Regions from separate parts of the Sus scrofa genome. Here all the other regions are linked to region 1. Evidence: chromatin contacts called from public HiChIP or PLAC-seq data. All regions are on one chromosome and are shown on one strand. Each heading gives the region's core, a stretch centred on a gene start, on an enhancer-like site or on the middle of the called end of the contact. The rest is flanking DNA. Distances are from core to core; before and after follow the strand shown.

Region 1 (3,405 bases), core at 672-3,171:
TTTTCTGGAGGAGGAAGTGAGAAGGAAGTATCAGCTTTATGAAAATACACAATGTTAGAGCTGTGAGTTAAGTTTCATTTGGGGCAAAATGAAGACTATAGCCTGGGAAGCAGCATTTGACATAGCTTTGCAAAACTGCTCCAGAGAGGTGGTGGGGAAATGTCAGGATATATGTGACTGGTGAAGGGGGGAAGTGCAGGCAATTAAGCATACATTTTGCAGAAGGTCACTGCTAGTCTTGTGAAGGTTACTGCTAGTCCCAAGGAGCAGAGGTCACCATGAGGGATTTTAGCGCTTTTCTGGATATAAGGAAATGCAAGCACTGGGCTAATAAAATCTTCTGAAAATATCTAACTATTCGAAGACCTGTTCTGCCAGTTTTCCCAGAGCACGGAGTGCCTCACTCCTCCTCCTTGAATTCTTGCAGGGGGTGTTGAGGGTCAGCAGCTGCAGTGGTTCATGATTCAATCCTTACAGAGGCAGATGACAAGTGCTAATCTGCAGGTCACAAAAGGATTACTTGGTTAGTGTGGTGATGGTACTGGACAATTGCACAGCCACAGTCAGGAACAGAGAAGGCAGAGGTAGCCCCTATCTGCAAGGGTTCTAGTTAACCTACGTCATGGACCCCTTGTTGAATAAAGATACTCCTCTGGGCTTGATGATGAAGCAGCTCCACTGGCAGCAAGGCGAGGCGAGGCACCCAAGGCTCTGTAATACAGATGTTAGGGCTGTGGATTTTGCTTTTTGTTTTCCAAAAAACTTAATTTTTTTTTTTTTTTTTTTGCTCTTGTCATGTAGGAGTGTACTGTGGGTGAGGGTTGACTATTGTGTCCTAAACTAGAGGGAGGTAAGGATGATTTGAGGTTAACTGAGAACCCCATCCAGCTCTTACTCTGGGCTTGCTTAGAATGGAGAAAGATCCTGGCTTTTTGGGGATACGGTGTATATTATTATCTACTGGCTGGCCTGCAGAGGTGGGAGAACTGGATTCAAATCCTGACTCCACTGTGTGACTACTGGCAAGGCTCTTTAGCAACTCTGAGCCTCAAGTTTTTGATCTGCATAATGTACATACAGTGCAGCCCAGTGCAGTGAAGATTAGATGGTATATGTAGAATAAGTCAATCAAAACATAGCTATTGTTCATGAATATTACAGTGGTTATTAGACCATGAACTCAAGGGCCGGCATATGTGATCTTGAGAATTATTTCTTTTCCTTCCTTCTTCAGAGTTTACCTAACACTAGTACAGAGCTTAAGTGTGTGCTGAACACTCTGATTCTATTAGGGCTCTGGGCCTGTCACTGCTAAGCCATCTTAAAAGTTTGGAAAACAAATTATTGTCTATAGATTAATTCTCCTTCTCGAAAGTGTGGAATAAACCAGTTTTACTTCTATTTGCACATTCATGTTAATATTCCAAATCTTTGTTCTTTCATTTAATGAGTTAAATGAAAGCTGCAGCACATGCCCATTTTATATCTGGATGAAAGCCATGATTTTACCTTTCTTGGAAAAGCATCTTTTGACAATCCTGTTACTCTTTTAGACCAGTTTTACAGGAGGCAGACACCACTTCCGAGCCTCCCTTTCAGGGAGACACTGTCCATACGTAATGAGAGTTGATTACTTATTCCTGGGAGGCAGAGCAAAGCTTCCACACTCCGTGCAGTCAGGGATTCAGATCCTGTGCCACGGGTGTGGGTGGCACTTCTCTCGAAGCTTCAATCTGTGAAATGGGCTCGTAGCGAATCACTGTGGCTCTGGTTCCATCGCCCTCTCCGTGCGGGGCCTCGGGGAGGTGCAGGGCGCTCAGAGCACAGCCCCTTCGTGGGGAGGCGCCGAGGCTGGCATGTCAGGCCCCTCCGCCCGCGGGGTCTCCGAAGGGGGCGGGCTCGCTCGAGCCAGAAAGCCCGGAGCCGCCCAGGAATCTTGGCTGGGACTTGGAGCATTTCCTCCCGGGCGGGCCGGCGCGATCCTGGGGAGGGCGGGGAGGCCGGCCGCGGGCAGACGACTAGCTGAGCTCAACCGGCCTGCAGCATGCGGCCCCTGCTCTGCGCTCTGGCCGGGCTCGCCCTGCTCCGAGCTGCGGGCGCCTACGCCGCCGGTGAGTGAAGACCGACCTCGGACGGCGAGGAAGGAGCGGGAGGGAAGATGGAGCCAGAGGGAGAGAGAGCGATGGAGGAGGGAGATGCGGAGAGAGGAGAGGATGAGAGAGAGAGAGGGAGAGAGATAAAGGCAGAGGGGCAGAGAATTAGAAAGGAGAGGGAAGAATAGAGAAATAAAGGGAGAGGCTGGAACAGAGAGAGACTTTGGAGGTAACAGGTAAGAACTATGAATGAGGAAAGAGAAAGAGGAGGTCGCTGTTTCTAAAGAGAGGCAAACAGAAAGAGAAGCAAAGAAATAGAGGAACTAAACTGGCGAGAGAAAGGGGGTTGGTTGGGGAGAGAGAAATGGAGAGAAAGGTATTGAGGAAAAGAGAAAGATTTGAGAAAGACCAAAAGAAGAGAGAGTGTGGAGAAACTCAAAAGCCCCAGGTTGGGAGGAAAGAGGAAGAGACCAGCATCCCGCAGGGGCCCATCAGGTCTGTAGGGTGGGGCAGTCCTGCCAGAGGGCCTGCAGAGATGCCCAGGCCTGGTTTCCTGGGGAATTTCCTGGGAAGCTGAGCTCTAACAGGCAGATGACACAAGCCTGACCTCGCAGAGCCTGTCAGAAGCCAGGCAGGTGGCCCCTGGAGGCCACTGATTTACCTACCTATCAGGTGGCCTGAGGGGGTTCTGCAGTCTGGGTGAGGAGGCTGATCCCTCCCAGAGAGCTTCCCTGAGGATCCAAGCTGCCTTGGGTGGGTGCTGGGGAGGGGACTGCTGAGGGAGAGGCCCCCTGGGTGCTCTACTGACTGGGTTCCTTGCCTTGCCTGGCCCCTCTACCCTTCCCCTCACAGATGAGGCTCAGACAGTGTGGCTGCAGAGGTACTAATTGTACTCAAGGATGTTCCTTCTACTACCTTAAGACTCTGAAGGTCTTACAGCACTTCACAGTTTACAAGCCACGTTCCCATTTACCAAAGTTCTCATGCAGGCCTCAGCCAGAGGCAGCTGGTGCTCATCCCAGTCGCACAGGTGAGGGGAGGGCTCAGGTGTCTCCAAGCATCCAGGGCGCCTGCCCCCTCAGTCAGGCCCTTGCCCACATGCCAGGCTGTTCTCCCATCTCTCTGGGGTGGGTAGATGTGAGGCGCCCAGGTGAAGTGCCCTGTGTTAAGATGGAAGTGCCCCTTGCCCCACGCCCAGCCCCTTCAGGCCCAGGGAACTGTGGGGAAAGGTTTGAAGCCAGTGTTCATCCTTGGCAGCTCCTGGCTGCGTGACCTTGGGTGAGTTACTACACCTCTCTGAGGCTGTTTCCTT
Region 2 (3,405 bases), core at 386-2,885, 100 kb after region 1:
TGGCCCAGCGGTAAAAACCCGACTAGTATCCCTGGCCTCATTCAGTGGGTTAAGGATCTGGCATTGCTGTGAGCTGCAGCATAGGTCACAGATGCAGCTCTGGTCTGGTGTTACTGTGGCTATGCCTGTGGCTGGCAGCTGCAGCTCTGATTAGACCCCTAGCCTAAGAATGTTCACATGCCGCAGGTGGGGCCACTAAAAAAGAAAAAAAAATTACCCTTAAAACATCTTGGGAGACTGCTGGGGGACCTTGTACATAGCCCTTCAACACACCCAGGGGGACGGGCTTCCCTTCCACCAGAGTGGAAGCCAGCTTATGTTTCAAGGTCACATAGGAACAGCACCCATATGCTCACCCAGAATCACTCCTAGTATGAAAAGGAATCTGTACTGTGGGTACCCAGCTGGGTGCAGCAGATTCAGCCCTCAAATCACCCACTTCCTAAATCACCAGCCAGGGAGTTCCCATCATGGCTCAGTGGCAACGAACCCGACTAGGACCTGTGAGGACGCAAGTTTGACCCCTGACCTCACTCAGTGGGTTAAGGATCTGGCATTGCCATGAGCTGTGGTGTAGGTGGCAGATGCTGCTGGGATCCTGCATTGCTGTGGCTGTGGCGTAGGCCAGCAGCTGTAGCTCTGATTTGACCCCTAGCCTGGGAACTTCCATATGCGACAGGTGTGGCCCTAAAAAGCAAAAACAAAAGAAAACAAAAAAACCCTAAGTCACCAGCTAAATCATCCTCTCTTGGCCGGACATGTTCAGCTGACACGGCACACACACACCCAGGGCTCATGGGATGCTCAGGATCCGGGGGGAGTAAATAGTGCCCCTGCCCCGTGTGCTCCAGGCCAGAGGACTGGGCTGGTACTTACCAGGCCAGGTGGGTCAGTGGAGAGAGGGCATGAACTCAAAGTCATCAGCACATCAAAACGGGGTTCAAATCCTGACTCTGCTCTTTTGTATTTCTGTGAACAATTTAGCCTCCGCGCATCTCCATTTCCTTATTTGTCAAAGAGGAAAAGGCAAGATAGTTGGGGATGAAAGAAAAGAAGCTTTTCATGTAATAAGCATTCAGGAAATGGTGGTGAGCATGCTCGTGCACACACACGCACACCTCAGCTGGTGGAGGGTGGGGAGGAGGGGGGGACCTTGATGGGGACGTGGGAAGGGAGATCAGAGGTCAGAGGCAGATGGAAGAGGCATTTAGGGACCTGGGGGGAGGAGGCCGGGGAGGCTTGTATGTGGGGGTGCCACTGAGCCAGGAGGCCCCACCCCAAGTCCAGTCCTGCCTGCCACGCTGGGGAGGTGTCTTAGGAAGGCCAGCCAGCCAGGGATCAAAGGAGTGGACGCCAAGCCAAACATCAAAGCTGGGCCTGGGGTTTTGGGCCAAACGAAGAGCAGCAGGAAACGAACAGAGAGGCCCAAGAAGCCCTGTGTGTCTGAGCTCCCTGGGGTTTCAGAGACCTGGGTTGAGTGGCTGGGAGCCTTCTGGATTCCGTCCAGACCCCTGGCTAGCCCTGCTCGACCGTCCACTTGACTCATGTCGGGAGAAGAGAGGCAGGGGAGGGGGACCCACGCAGCTGTTCCTGAACTGGGGCCTCGGAAATTCGAGCCGAGCCACAGGCTGCTGGCAGGCAGGAGAGGGCCTCTTGGAAGCCCACTTCTGAGGCCCTGGCCCAGCCTCGCCAGCAGCCCTGGGATTAGCTCAGCAGTCTTCTCTGAGCTCCGAACATCTGCAGCCTGGCGTCCACGTCCCTCTATCCCAGCCCCACAGGGCAGCCCCCTGAGACAAGGGGTGGGGGATCAGACAGCTGCGACCTGGGAAGGGAGGTAGGAGGGGCCCCTGACTGGCCTGAGACTCAGGGATTAGGGCCCGGCAACGGTACAGGAGCCGCCCAGGACCTCATTCCAAAAATGCCTTCCACTTCCACCATTTCGTGGGCCTGAAGGAGATGGGGTTTAGGAGGGAAAGAGGGAAAATATCATCCATAACATTCCACTGCCTTCCAGGGAGGTGCTGGGCACTTTACCTGAAACTCATAGGTTGGTCTTACTATGTTTATCCCTTTGCAGAAACAGGCTCAGAGAGGTGAAGTAACTTGCTCTCCGTGATCCAGTAAATTAGCAGTAGAGCCAAGATACCAATCCAGGTCACTCTAATTCTAATCTCGAGTCCTCTCTTTAGCCAGAGCCCAAAGAATTGGAACCAGGAAGGTCAGCATGGAATCCAGGTGCGGGGCTAGCCTTGCCTGCCTGCCTTCCCATGGCTCAGGGCAATGCAGCTGCATCCCTGAGGCAGAGCGCTAAGGAGGAGGGAGAGGCAACAGGCTTTGCCAATTGCTCCTGAACTAGTTCTCACATTGCAGCCTGTCCTGAAAAAAGATCAGGTGACCGGTGAACAGAGCAAGTCATCAGAGGCTTGTTGAAAAAAGGCTAACCGGGCTAACCAGCTCAGAGAAGACTTAGAGGAAGCTAGGTTGCTGCTGGTCCTAAGCAGATTGACTTGCTCTGTGGGATGGATTCAGCCAGGATAGGCTAGGTTTGACAGCGAGGATGAATAATCCCCCAAACTCAGTGGCCTACACACCCAAGGTTCATCATATCTTGCTCACATCACAGTACAGAGCAGGAGGGGGCTCGGCTCATCCTGGTCACTCAGGGATCCAAGCCAAGAGGGGTTTCCTCCAGACATGAGCAGCGCCCACCCTGCAACACTCTAGCAGGGGAAAGAGGAGAATGGCATGCTGAATTTTAAAGCTTCACATATCAATGGTCAAAGGAAGTCAAGTAGAAACACCTACTTTTAGGGGGCCAGAAGTGCAAACCCACCCAGCGCCCAGGAGCAGATGGAAATGTGTGATGGGCAGCACTAAAGACTATCTCAGGGCTAGAAGACGTAACTGGGCCATGGATGAATGTATTAGGAAGTTAACTTTAAGTCCATTGAAATATAACCTTCCCAGAGAAATAGGGGATACCCACCAATAGAGGTGTGAAAGCCAGGGCAGGATGGGCACCTCCTGGGAAGGTGGTGGAAGACACTCTGCCATCACTGGGGTGATGGGACATGACCTGTGTGGTGGTGGTTAAAGGCAAGGGCTCTGGAGCCAGAGGTGCCTCTGTTCAAATGCTGTTTTCTCTTATTAACTGTGTTATTATGCAGATTACCTAACATCCCTGGGTTCGAGTCTCCTCCTTTGTTCCACGGGGATAATAATAAAGCCAAAGATTGCTAAATGAGATAATATACACAGTCCATAACACACCTACCTGGGACATGGAAAGTCTGACTCAAGTCAGTTGCTCTTACTCTTGTTCTCACTCCTACCCAAGATCCTGTGACTTGATTCTCCTGGAGTCCTTGGCAGCATCCCTTCCTGAGCCTCTCACATCCCCAAGAT
Region 3 (3,405 bases), core at 668-3,167, 67 kb after region 1:
GGAGGGTGGTGAATAATGGGCAGAAATGGGGGAAGGAGGGTAGAACAGCATGAGCTAAGACAGAAGAGGTCAGAAGGAGCAATTCAACTGTTAGACCTTCAGCTGCATAGAGGGAGTGGTAGCTATTATTACTATATTACTATTGTTGACTCTTACAGATGATTACTTATGTGCCAGGCTCCACTGCAAGCTTTATGTCTAATCTGGGTGACATCCACCTGGGACACACAGGTATGGTGCACCAGTCACCACCTGTTCAGATCAATGCCTGAGCTATATGGTTGTTAAAAATATTAAATCATTTTAATCCTCACAATGGCCTTGTAGGTAGGTATTATTACCCCCACTTTAAGGAAACCAAGGCACAGAGACTAACGAGAGGTGAGACTCAGGAGGGATGCAGGAGGTAGTAAGCACCCCACGCCAGGGCAACAAACTGCCCTGGCGCTTCACCTGGCCTGGCCTATCTTGTTAGGAACACCTTGTAGCATGGAGAGTGCCTTGAGGGAAGGGGCCCTGTTAATCCTACTGGAATCCCCAACAGCTGACTGAAACAAGGAAGGAACAAAGGAGCATAATGAGAGCCAGTTAGGAGTGAGCAAGATAATACAGCCCACCTGTCCAGCTCCTGGACTCAGCCTGGCACTGCCTGAAAGCTTTGTTCCTGCTGTGTGGGCAGGGCAGAGGCTCACCCCACCCAGCGCCACTCCATGCCCAGGTTAAAGCAGCAGAGAGCAAAGTGAAGAAGGCACGGAGGGTAGGCAGAGTGGCTGGCTACCACAGACACCCTGGGTCTGTCCTAAAACACCCAGCCTCTAAAGAAAGGTCACACTGACTAGAGGGGGCAGGGACAGAAATGTGCCAGGCAGACTGTTCTCAGCTTGGGCTCAAACTGGCTGACTTAGCTTCTCCTCTTCAAAGTCTCAAGCTGATGAATTTCATAACCCTCATTTATGCCAACAGACGCGTATTTACCTTTTTAAAACTTCAGGAGGCTGGGTTGAGCCCAAAGGGAGTTAAAGTCAAGAATCCCTCCCTGAAACTTCAGCTCAAGGTTGGAGATGGAGGAAAGACAGATAGAGAAGGTAAACACACAGGTCAGCAGAGCACCTGAGATGGATCCGGCGTTCTCTCAAAACGCCTTACAAATCAATTCCAACACTAGCAGCTCCCAGGTATTTCCGTCTTCCGGAGGAAAGGTGCTTAAGACAGCGTCCTCCACTAGCTCTCCTCAGGACAAGCCTTTCCCGGAAGGGTACACACACTCTAGAGAATTCAGCGGGGTCAGAGGGGCCATGGCCACCGTCCATGCCCACACCAGCCAGTCGCCTTCTTGTCACGGGTTCACCCGGTCCCAAGCCGGCCCAAATTCGGCTTGAACCCCTGACACCGGCACAGCAGCACAATCACGTGGCCCACCCACCCGACAAGGAAGGCAACCCCCCGCCCCCTCGCCGTCGACGCAGCCGGTCGGGACCAGCCCGACACCCGCCCCTTTCCCTCCCCCCCCCCAAACGCTGTGCAACCAGGAAGCGACGGGGCCGCGATGGGAAGGGGCGCGGGACAGTTGGGGGCCTTCCGGTAGAGGCCGCAGCGCCTGGCCAACGCCCCGTCCCGTGCCCTCGGCAGTCAAAGAACCCTCACTCACCTGGCCACTGGCCACCGGGGTAGGGGAGGCCGCGACGGTCGAACAGGAACACGGGCAGCAGCGACTTTCTCCACGGGCGTCCCGGAGTAGCACCTCGGATTGGCCTCGAGTTCTGTCCCACTACCGCTCTTTGGGCTTTCGGGGTTCTCGGGGCTCTCGGGACCCGCGGGCTCCGCAGCCGTCAGGGCGGGGCGGGAGGAGGAGCCTGCGAGGCGGAAAACTCCTAGGGCTCGGGGTCCTAATCCGCCCGGGGCGGAGCCGCGTGCGCCAGGGGAGGGGCGGGAGGAGGCGGTGCCGAGGGGCGTGGTCTGCCCCCAGCTCCCGCCCCCAGGTGAGAAGACGTTCGGGGTCAGCTGGCTGTAAGCTGCCTCTGCGAGGAAGGAAGCTACAGGCCTTCCGCCGCTGCGGGAGGAGTACTCAGCGGTCGCCCAGAGGTCGACATGATGCTGTTTCTCTCCACGCCTCTTGAGGTCCGTCCTGCCCTGCGTCTCACTCTCGAGGAGCGGATTCCCCAAGCCCCCTCCAGCCCAGAGTACCTTCCTTAGTGACTCTTTTAAAGTAAAGAACACAACAGTATGGAAATTGGAGTGGGAGAGTAGCTTTGTAGAGGAGAAACCGCGACCAACTACTAAAGCCAGACAATCAAGGTCAGCATCAAGAATGATAAATCAATAGTGATGGTATGAACCTATCGTGGTCTTCCTGCCAAGAATACATAATCCCATGTTAATCATGAGAAAAACATGAGACAAATCCCAGTTCTGGGATACTTTACGAAATACTGGACCAGTACTACTTAAAATTGTCAAGGTCATCAAAACCAGGGAAAAGTCTGAGACACACATGGTCACAGGCAGGAGTAAGCCTGAGGAGATTATGAAAACTAAATGTAATATGGTATCCTGGATGGGATCCTGGAAAAAGGACATTAGATTTAAATACTAAGAAAATCTGAGTGAAGTTAATAATACTGCATCAGTATTGACTCGCTCATTGTAGCAAAACACCAAGCCAACAGAAAATGTTAATAGAAAAAAAAAGGTGTTTATGAGAACCTTCTATTTGAAATTTTTCTGTAGATTTAAAACAATTCTAAATTTATTTTTAAAAAGGGTCATGCACGCATGCGATTTGTGAATATTTTTATTTTTATTTAACAAATGTTTATAATATATATTACATAAACATTTAAATATTTTTAAAAACCTGAGATTCACTCTTCACTCCCCCAGCCCAACTTAGGCGTGCCTTTCCTATATCACATAGATATACTTTTTACAAAACGGTGTTGCTGTATTTTTCTGCGACGTGCTTTTTAACTCAATATCTTGGAGGTCCTTTTCATGGAAGCGCAGCTAGATCAACCTGGTTCTTATTTAATCAGTACACAACATGCGCGATCTCGCGTGTAGCCATTGTTTAATACTTAGCTCCTTAGGAAGGTAGTTGCTTTTGGGGGGCTGTTAAAAAAAAAAAAAAAAAAAAAAAAAAAAAGAGCTGCTGGTCCGATTTACATTGTAATAGTGCTAGGAGTGGGGCTGGGCTGGGCGGGGCGGCAGGGTACCAGGCTGGGGGTGGGTGTTGGGCGCAAGGCGCGCACTCTTGCAGGATTCAATCAAGCCCTGCTACCCTGGGGATCCAGGCAACACCCCCACCTCCCCCAAGGCGTGGCCCTTTTTCGCGGCTGGACTGCATTTTTTGGAGATGATTGGTCGGATAAGGGTGAAATTCTGGCCAAAGGCTCGGAGGAAACAGAG

Evidence for each region. HiChIP or PLAC-seq counts read pairs in DNA pulled down with a chosen protein or histone mark.
Region 2: a contact with region 1 is called in an H3K27ac HiChIP or PLAC-seq map of skeletal muscle. The contact joins the enhancer-like site here to the promoter of PLAC9 in region 1. A contact is called at or near these places in 1 of 5 promoter capture datasets (skeletal muscle), 27 of 47 Hi-C or Micro-C datasets (adipocytes, alveolar macrophages, blood and 15 more) and 2 of 2 datasets of contacts at active chromatin or transcription factors (alveolar macrophages and skeletal muscle).
Region 3: an H3K27ac HiChIP or PLAC-seq map of alveolar macrophages shows a contact between it and region 1. The contact joins the promoter of ANXA11 here to the promoter of PLAC9 in region 1. A contact is called at or near these places in 3 of 5 promoter capture datasets (fetal liver, fetal skeletal muscle and liver), 9 of 47 Hi-C or Micro-C datasets (adipose tissue, blood, embryonic fibroblasts and 4 more) and 2 of 2 datasets of contacts at active chromatin or transcription factors (alveolar macrophages and skeletal muscle).

The regions. Positions count from the first base shown.
Region 1 is chr14:81,900,425-81,903,829 of Sscrofa11.1, reverse strand. PLAC9 (placenta specific 9) reads left to right here and starts at 1,921. Exons shown (of 4, transcript NM_001190209.1): 1 at 1,921-2,111. The coding sequence starts at 2,045. It overlaps LOC106506060 (a long non-coding RNA gene), which reads right to left and starts at 1,796. Exons shown (of 3, transcript XR_001301042.2): 1 at 1,510-1,796; 2 at 620-711; 3 at 1-498.
Region 2 is chr14:81,798,876-81,802,280 of Sscrofa11.1, reverse strand. No RefSeq gene overlaps it. Among named protein-coding and RNA genes, the nearest start is that of ANXA11, 35 kb to the left of the region's middle. Within about 2 kb of position 1,635, at least 8 of the 83 cell types and tissues checked have an H3K27ac peak or open chromatin away from gene starts, as enhancers often do. A contact at or near this core is called in skeletal muscle, where this site is marked.
Region 3 is chr14:81,833,717-81,837,121 of Sscrofa11.1, reverse strand. It overlaps ANXA11 (annexin A11), which reads right to left and starts at 1,917. Exons shown (of 15, transcript XM_001924178.6): 1 at 1,649-1,917.